Linked DNA regions of Sus scrofa: region 2 is linked to region 1. A link is a contact called in public HiChIP or PLAC-seq data. All regions are on one chromosome and are shown on one strand. The core of a region is the stretch at or near the end of the contact, and the rest is flanking DNA. Distances in the headings are between cores, read along the strand shown.

Region 1 (3,207 bases), core at 531-3,030:
CAAAATAAGTAAAGGAGCCTCCTTGTAACATTTGGGAAATATCTTCAATGTTTTAATACTTTAATTGTTGTGTAAAATGGTAATCTTATTGTCACTCTCCACCTTCACTCTGTTCCAGTACAGCCTTGTAAATCTTCCTAGACAGAATATGAAAAAAGCAAATTAAATTGGCACATCTGTGGAGGTTAATTTGGCAATATCCATTCAAATGGAAAATACCTTTTGACCTAAACATTGCAATCTAAGGATTTATAGGTATAGTTGTTCTTCTTATGATTACTAGTTGCAGCTTAGTTTGTAATTTAGTAAAGACTTGACAACAACCTTAATGTCCACCTGTAGGGGATTTGTTAAAAAAATATATATATGCTATTTACATAAAATAGAATATTATACTGCTCGTAGAAGAGTGAGGCAGTTCTTTCAGTGTTAATATGGAAACATATCCAGATATTTTGATTGAGAAAAGGAAGGAACTTAATAGTATATATAGTATGTGATCACTTGTGTAAAAAATATGTATAACTGGACTTTAAGATATATTTAGGGAGTTCCCCTGTGGCTCAGCAGATGTGAATCTGACTAGTATCCATGAGGATGCAGGTTTGATCCTCCGCCTTGCTCAGTGGGTTAAGGATCCAGCATTGCCATGAGCTGTGGTGTAGGTGGCAGATGCAGCTTGGATCTGGCATTGCTGTGGCTCTGATTTGACCCCTAGCCTGGGAACCTCCATATGCTGCGGGTGCAGCCCTAAAAAGACAACAAAATAAAAAATAAAATAAAATATATTTATAAATGTTTTGGGAAAGCTACTGAGAAAATGCTAAATGACTGCCTCCAGAACTGGAGTAGTTAAAATGGTAGGGATGGGAGCATCGATTATTTTTCACTGTTTTGTCACAGTTCATTTTTAGTTTTACATGAATACACTTCCAAATAGATATATAAAATCTACATCAAGTGTTTAGCTTAAAGGCGTGTTTAGCAAAATTCTGTGGTCACTTCAGAATTTTGAAAAGGAAGAAACTTCTATTGATGCTGATGAATTACCAGCTTTAGGGCTGATAAAAACATATTCATACGCACATTCCTTATAGTTTATCATAAATCTCCTCAAAAGCCTTGCATTTCATTTTTAGACATCTTTAAAATGCTTGCTTCAAAATTAGCTCGTAGAAAGTGAAAAAAACGGCTTCACCAGGCTCCTTTATAGAAAGACATCATCTAAGAGGCAGGAAATTATCAAGTGTTTTCCAAATAATAACCCCAAAGTCACTTCTCTGGACAGTTAACCACACTGGGTTCTGTGAGACCCTCTGAAAATTCTGTCTAGTCTATAACTATTACTTTACTCTCAATTACAGCTTCCCCGAGGATGTTAGAAGCAAAGTGTGGAAAACGTTATCTTGACGAAAAGTATTCACGGCCGAAGATGCTTAGATGACCAAGAAAAAAAAAAGGCCTGCCTGGCTTCGCGGGTGATCAAGCCAGGTTCTGGGCGGCCTCCGGTAGAGAAACTCCCCGCAGCCTTCCTTTCTCGGCCGGACCCGCGAGGGCCGCTGGACTGACTCCGGGCTTCAACGTCAGCAGGAGGCCGAGGGTCTAGGGGGGCTTCAGGCTCGGCCACACCCCCAGAAGGGGCCGTCCGCCCAACCCCCTGAGCCCCAGAACCGGTAGATCCGGCTCAGCCCGGCCCCGCCCTTCCGAACCTCGCTAGCGGCTACGCCGTGCGAGGTGCGCGCGCGGGAGGCGCAGGCCCGGTCACGCTCCGCCCCCTCGGCCCGACGCGGCCGCCGGGCCCGAGGGCTCGGGCCTAAGCCGCCGGGGCCAGTACCCGGCCGGGCCACGGTCTTCGGCCCCGAGCGCCGCGCACGTCACCACCCCCCGACGTCACCTCCCGGCACTGCAGGCCCCGCAGCCCTCCGCTTTTCTGGAGGGGAGGGGCCCGGCGTCGCCACGTGACGCCTCGTCCCCGCCCGGCCCTGGTCACATGGGTGGCGCGGCCGCTGCGTCAGTCACAGCCCTGGCTGCGGGAGTCGAGCCGCCGTCGCCGCCGCCGCCGCCAGCGGACGGGGCGGGGATCCCGGTGCCAGGTCCTCGTCAGCCCGCCTCAGCCGGCCCTCCCGGCCAGGCCTCGACCGTCATGGAGCGGGGCGGGACCTCCGCCTGTGCCGTGTGAGCTGCGTCGCCGCCGCCTGCGCTTTTCGAGACCTCCCGAACCCTCGCCGCCGCCGCCGCCCGGAGCCCCTCGCCCTTGGCAGCCTGTCGCCGCCCCTCGGGCGGGCTCGAATGCGCGTCCGGTGAAGGTGCAGGCCCGGCGCTGCCACTGCCGCAGCCGGGAGATGGTTCGGGCCTAGCGGAGCCGGGACTGGAGGTGAGAAGCACCGACGGACTGACGGAGGGCCGGGCCGGGCGGCGGGGGAGTGGGGGAGGGGAGGACGGGGTCCGCCTCCGGATTCGGAGGGACCCTCCGGGCTCGGGCTGCTCGATCCGGCATCTCTTTTCGCCTTCGCATTCCAGCCCCCTACCCTTATACACACACAAAACATTAATGAAATGGCTAACCCAATCCTAACAAAAATTCCCAGAAATCCATCTTTTCCCAGTTTTGTCTTTCCCCTTCCATTTCTCAATCCATTCTTGCCCTCAGAAATTCCTTCGACTGCATCGTTGCTTTTAAAGCCCCTCCTGAATTTCAGGGTGTTTCTAGTTGAAGAGAAAAGAGGGCCTAGATGCTGGCTAGCATTACCCAACTAGTTCTCGCTTTCCTTCTCGCGATCCTGCGCACGTCCTCCTCCTTCTCCTCCTCCTCCTCCTCCTCCCCCTCCCTCCCCCGCAAAAAGGAAAAAAAAAAAAGGGAAAAAAATTTCCGCCTTCGGCTGGTTAAGGGGGTTGACTAAAAATGGGAATGTTGGGGGTGTAATACTGGAACACCCCCCCCCATAACTTCTGAATCGGTCCAGCTCGTTACCCCGATAGCTTGTATTTGGATATGGATGTGTAGGCCTTTCCTCCAGCTGCCGGTGCTCGGGGTTAATCTCGTAATTGACGTCAGTGCTTTGTTCCTTCCACTTTGCTGTTCCTTCCACTCTTTGAGGATGGATCATGGGATCCAGGAGTTGGAGGAGTCTCCTTACTGCCTTTTCTTTCGCAAAGACTGTCGTTTATAGGAAGTTGAAGATACAAATCTGCGATGCTTGCGTGTGG
Region 2 (3,207 bases), core at 328-2,827, 1.0 Mb before region 1:
GCCCCAGTATTTTGTTATACTGTTTTCATGGGGTTCATAAGGACCTGCAGCTATTTCAAAGTGAGCTCTCTTAAATTTGTGTGAGATTTTTGGCAAATACAGGTTGTTGAGTACCTTCAGTCAGATGCCAGGTGCAGTACTGGTATTTTGAAAAGTACAAAGGGCTCTCTGAGTATGAGGGATTATTTTCCTCCCATTTACATATTAAGCGTCTGCCTGTTGGGTGCAGCATCTCGGAATATTATGCAAAATGCCTTGGGTTCATGACATCTCACCAGTCAGAGAAATGAAACAATCTGGTATGGGGACAAAGGAACAAACTGGTCAAGGAAGAAAAGATTTAAGGTGCATTTATTACAGAAAAAAGACCTGTTGAAGTCTGCATCTCTCAATAAGTAAGTAGAAGCTGGAATTGAAGAGGCTTATTCATTAAACGATGGTTTCTGTACTCACAGAGGGAATGCTCCAGGGGAACTCGGGAGGACTTTGTACTCTGTCTACCCTGGAAGTTCTGCAAAAAGGGCACCATTCAGTCTATTTGGGCTTGTGGTGGGCTTTGAGAAATGAACATATGAATGACTTCTTAGTTTTCCTAACACAGAGTTTGTGTGTTTCTGAGCGGTCACTGGGGCCAGATAAATGTTAAGGGAAACCAGATTCAGGAGAACATAGGCCCTTCTCTCTTCCGAAAGGCAGCTCAACTGTCTCTGGGGGAAGGCGGCAATCTTCTGAAGGACTCAGGGAGACCAGAGTGTGAAGCCGCGGGTGAAATAAATGTCTTGCTTCATGCCATACTGATTTTCCTGCACATCAATCAAATGCAATTTTACGATCTGAAGCCTACAGACATTTACTAAGAAAACAGTCACAGAAAACACAGACCAAAGCATTGTTGCTAGTGCCCCGAGGGAACTTCCTGGAAGTTTCTAAATGTGCATTTTCATATACTGGGGGTTTTGTCTTAAGTTACAAAACTACAAAATTGGAGCTTAATGCACCCCTCTTTCCTGGCCCATATTCCTGTTTGTCCTCCATAATACCTTTACCATGTACAGAGTATACATTTTATCCTGTAGTCTCTCGCACAGGAAAATAAATTCCACGAAGGTGGCGGGGGTTCATTTTGTTCAGCGCGGTATACTGAAATATGGAGAGGTGCTAAATGTTTGTTAAAGTAATAAGTGATTTGTGGGCAAAGTTAAAAAATAAAACAAATACCTAAAACTCTACCACCCAATTTTAACATTCGTTTGCTTTTAGGAGGGGGAGGGAGGATACTGCTCTTAGGAGATCGGTCTGTTACACAGGTGGATATACCTTCTAAACGTTTTAAAACACTGTTATTAGTTATATAGTAGCCGTGAGAGGGAGGGGGCGGGGAGGCTCGCTCTGACCCTCTCCACACCTTACACATTACAGCTAAACTCCGGGCCAAGTTTGGGGCGCCCGCCGGTTGTGCAACTCCCACCATGCCTCTTCCTTCACTCCGGCTCAGAGAGCCGCGCTCCCCGCTGCGACGTCATCACGCTGGGACGTAGATGCTTAGGGCCGAGATAGTATACGCAGTGTCTGACGTCATGACGTAGAGCCTAGCAACCGCGCAGGCTCGCAGCCGAGACCGTTATGGCTGCCGCCGCCCCTAGCAGGATGAGAGGCGCTGTACAAGCGAAGCTGCCGCCCAAGCCAGGCATCCAGGTTCCCACGGGGCTGGCGCGGCCGCTGGTCCTGGAGGTCCTGCTTGCGTCTGTCCTCATATCCAGCGGTAAAGGGGGCGCGGCGGCAGGGCGGGCGCAGGAAGATGGGGAGGGCCTGGGTACCTGCAGCGAGGCAGGCCCGGCCGGGGAACCGGCGCTTCGGAGTGTTCGGAGCTGGTGGCGATCATGTGTAGAGGGTCAGGGTCTCTACGGCCCTGAGAAGGGAGGGTAGGCTGTCTGAAGGAGTCTGCGGAGATGGGGTCTCTAAGAGGCCTGAGGAGTGGGGCTGCAGGGACCCAGGGAGCGAGTGTGTAGATGGGCGGGGAGGGAGGAGTGGTGGTGTTGTCTAAGTCTTGGCGAAAGGGTTGCCACAGAGAATGGCGGTGATGCGGTCTCCAAAATTCCTTGGAGGTGTTGATTTTTAAAAAGCCACACAACTCGAGGAGCTGTGAGTTGAGTGTATTCCGTGTCTTACTGACGGCTGTAGCCGGGAAGATAGCTTTTCAGATAGCTCTGAGAAATTATTGGACGAGGTAAGGGAGGAGCCAGAATATGTATGAATTTTTTGCTGGAAAAAAAAAAAAAACAACATGTAGTTGAAGATCAAAAGATGAGTGCTAATCACAGAGAAAAGATATCTCGAGTTCATGATTTTAGTCCTTTTCTATGTACGGGAAGACGCAAGAATCTGGGGTTGCTGAAATTCTTTCTTAGATAGGCTTCTTAACTATCTGGGGGCCTGTACATCCAAAACAAAATACTTCATCCTGTTTTTCTCTATCTTGAAGTCCCCTCTGGCGCACTATCAGTGGGCACCTGCAGTCGTTGGTGGCTTGATTCCTGTAGACTGTAATGGCAGGCAACTTTTTTTTTTTTTTTTCCTTTACAGAAGTGGGAGTTAGGAGGGTCTATAAGAGGGGACAGGGAGGGCAGGTGCTTAGGAGATGACTGAGATTAGGAGGTGTGGGGTCTAGAGAGGGGCGGGTGCCCAGGATCTAGCAGGACCAAGGGAAGGTGTGGGCTTCCCAGAATGGGTGAGATCAGTGGTAAAGACGGAAGTGAGTAGGGGCAGTGCTGGGCTGAGCTGATGGAATATTTTGGAGCGCAAAGGTGAAGGGGAAAGAGCTGTCTTTGAGTACTGGGGCATCCCTGAGGACTGGGAGCTTGTGGTGCTTGAATACTGGGGCCAGAATACTGGGGCTTGGGAGGAGGAGGGGGGTTCGGGGACAAGGAAATTCTTTGTAAACATGGTTCCCCTTCTCTGGGTCCTTGGTGAACCAGACACCTCTGCTTCCTTTTAATGGATCCGTAGGATTTCAGTATTTCTTTTTAAATTTTTTTTTATTGAGGTATAATTGATGTATTAGTTTCAGGTTACGGCATAATGATTCAATGTTTGTATGCACTGAGATCACCACAGTAAATCTAGTTACTCTCCACCACACAGTTAACAAAATATTTGTTTCTTATAATAACTTTTAAGATTTACTCTTAGCAGCTTTCAAGTATGTAG

The links. HiChIP or PLAC-seq counts read pairs in DNA pulled down with a chosen protein or histone mark.
Region 2: an H3K27ac HiChIP or PLAC-seq map of skeletal muscle shows a contact between it and region 1, with 6 times the contacts expected there. The contact joins the promoter of C2H5orf15 here to the promoter of AFF4 in region 1. A contact is called at or near these places in 1 of 5 promoter capture datasets (fetal skeletal muscle) and 1 of 2 datasets of contacts at active chromatin or transcription factors (skeletal muscle).

What each region holds. Positions count from the first base shown.
Region 1 is chr2:135,282,504-135,285,710 of Sscrofa11.1, reverse strand. AFF4 (AF4/FMR2 family member 4) reads left to right here and starts at 1,780. Exons shown (of 21, transcript XM_021084750.1): 1 at 1,780-2,374.
Region 2 is chr2:136,297,495-136,300,701 of Sscrofa11.1, reverse strand. It overlaps C2H5orf15 (keratinocyte-associated transmembrane protein 2), which reads left to right and starts at 1,577. Exons shown (of 3, transcript XM_003123938.5): 1 at 1,577-1,762. The coding sequence starts at 1,624.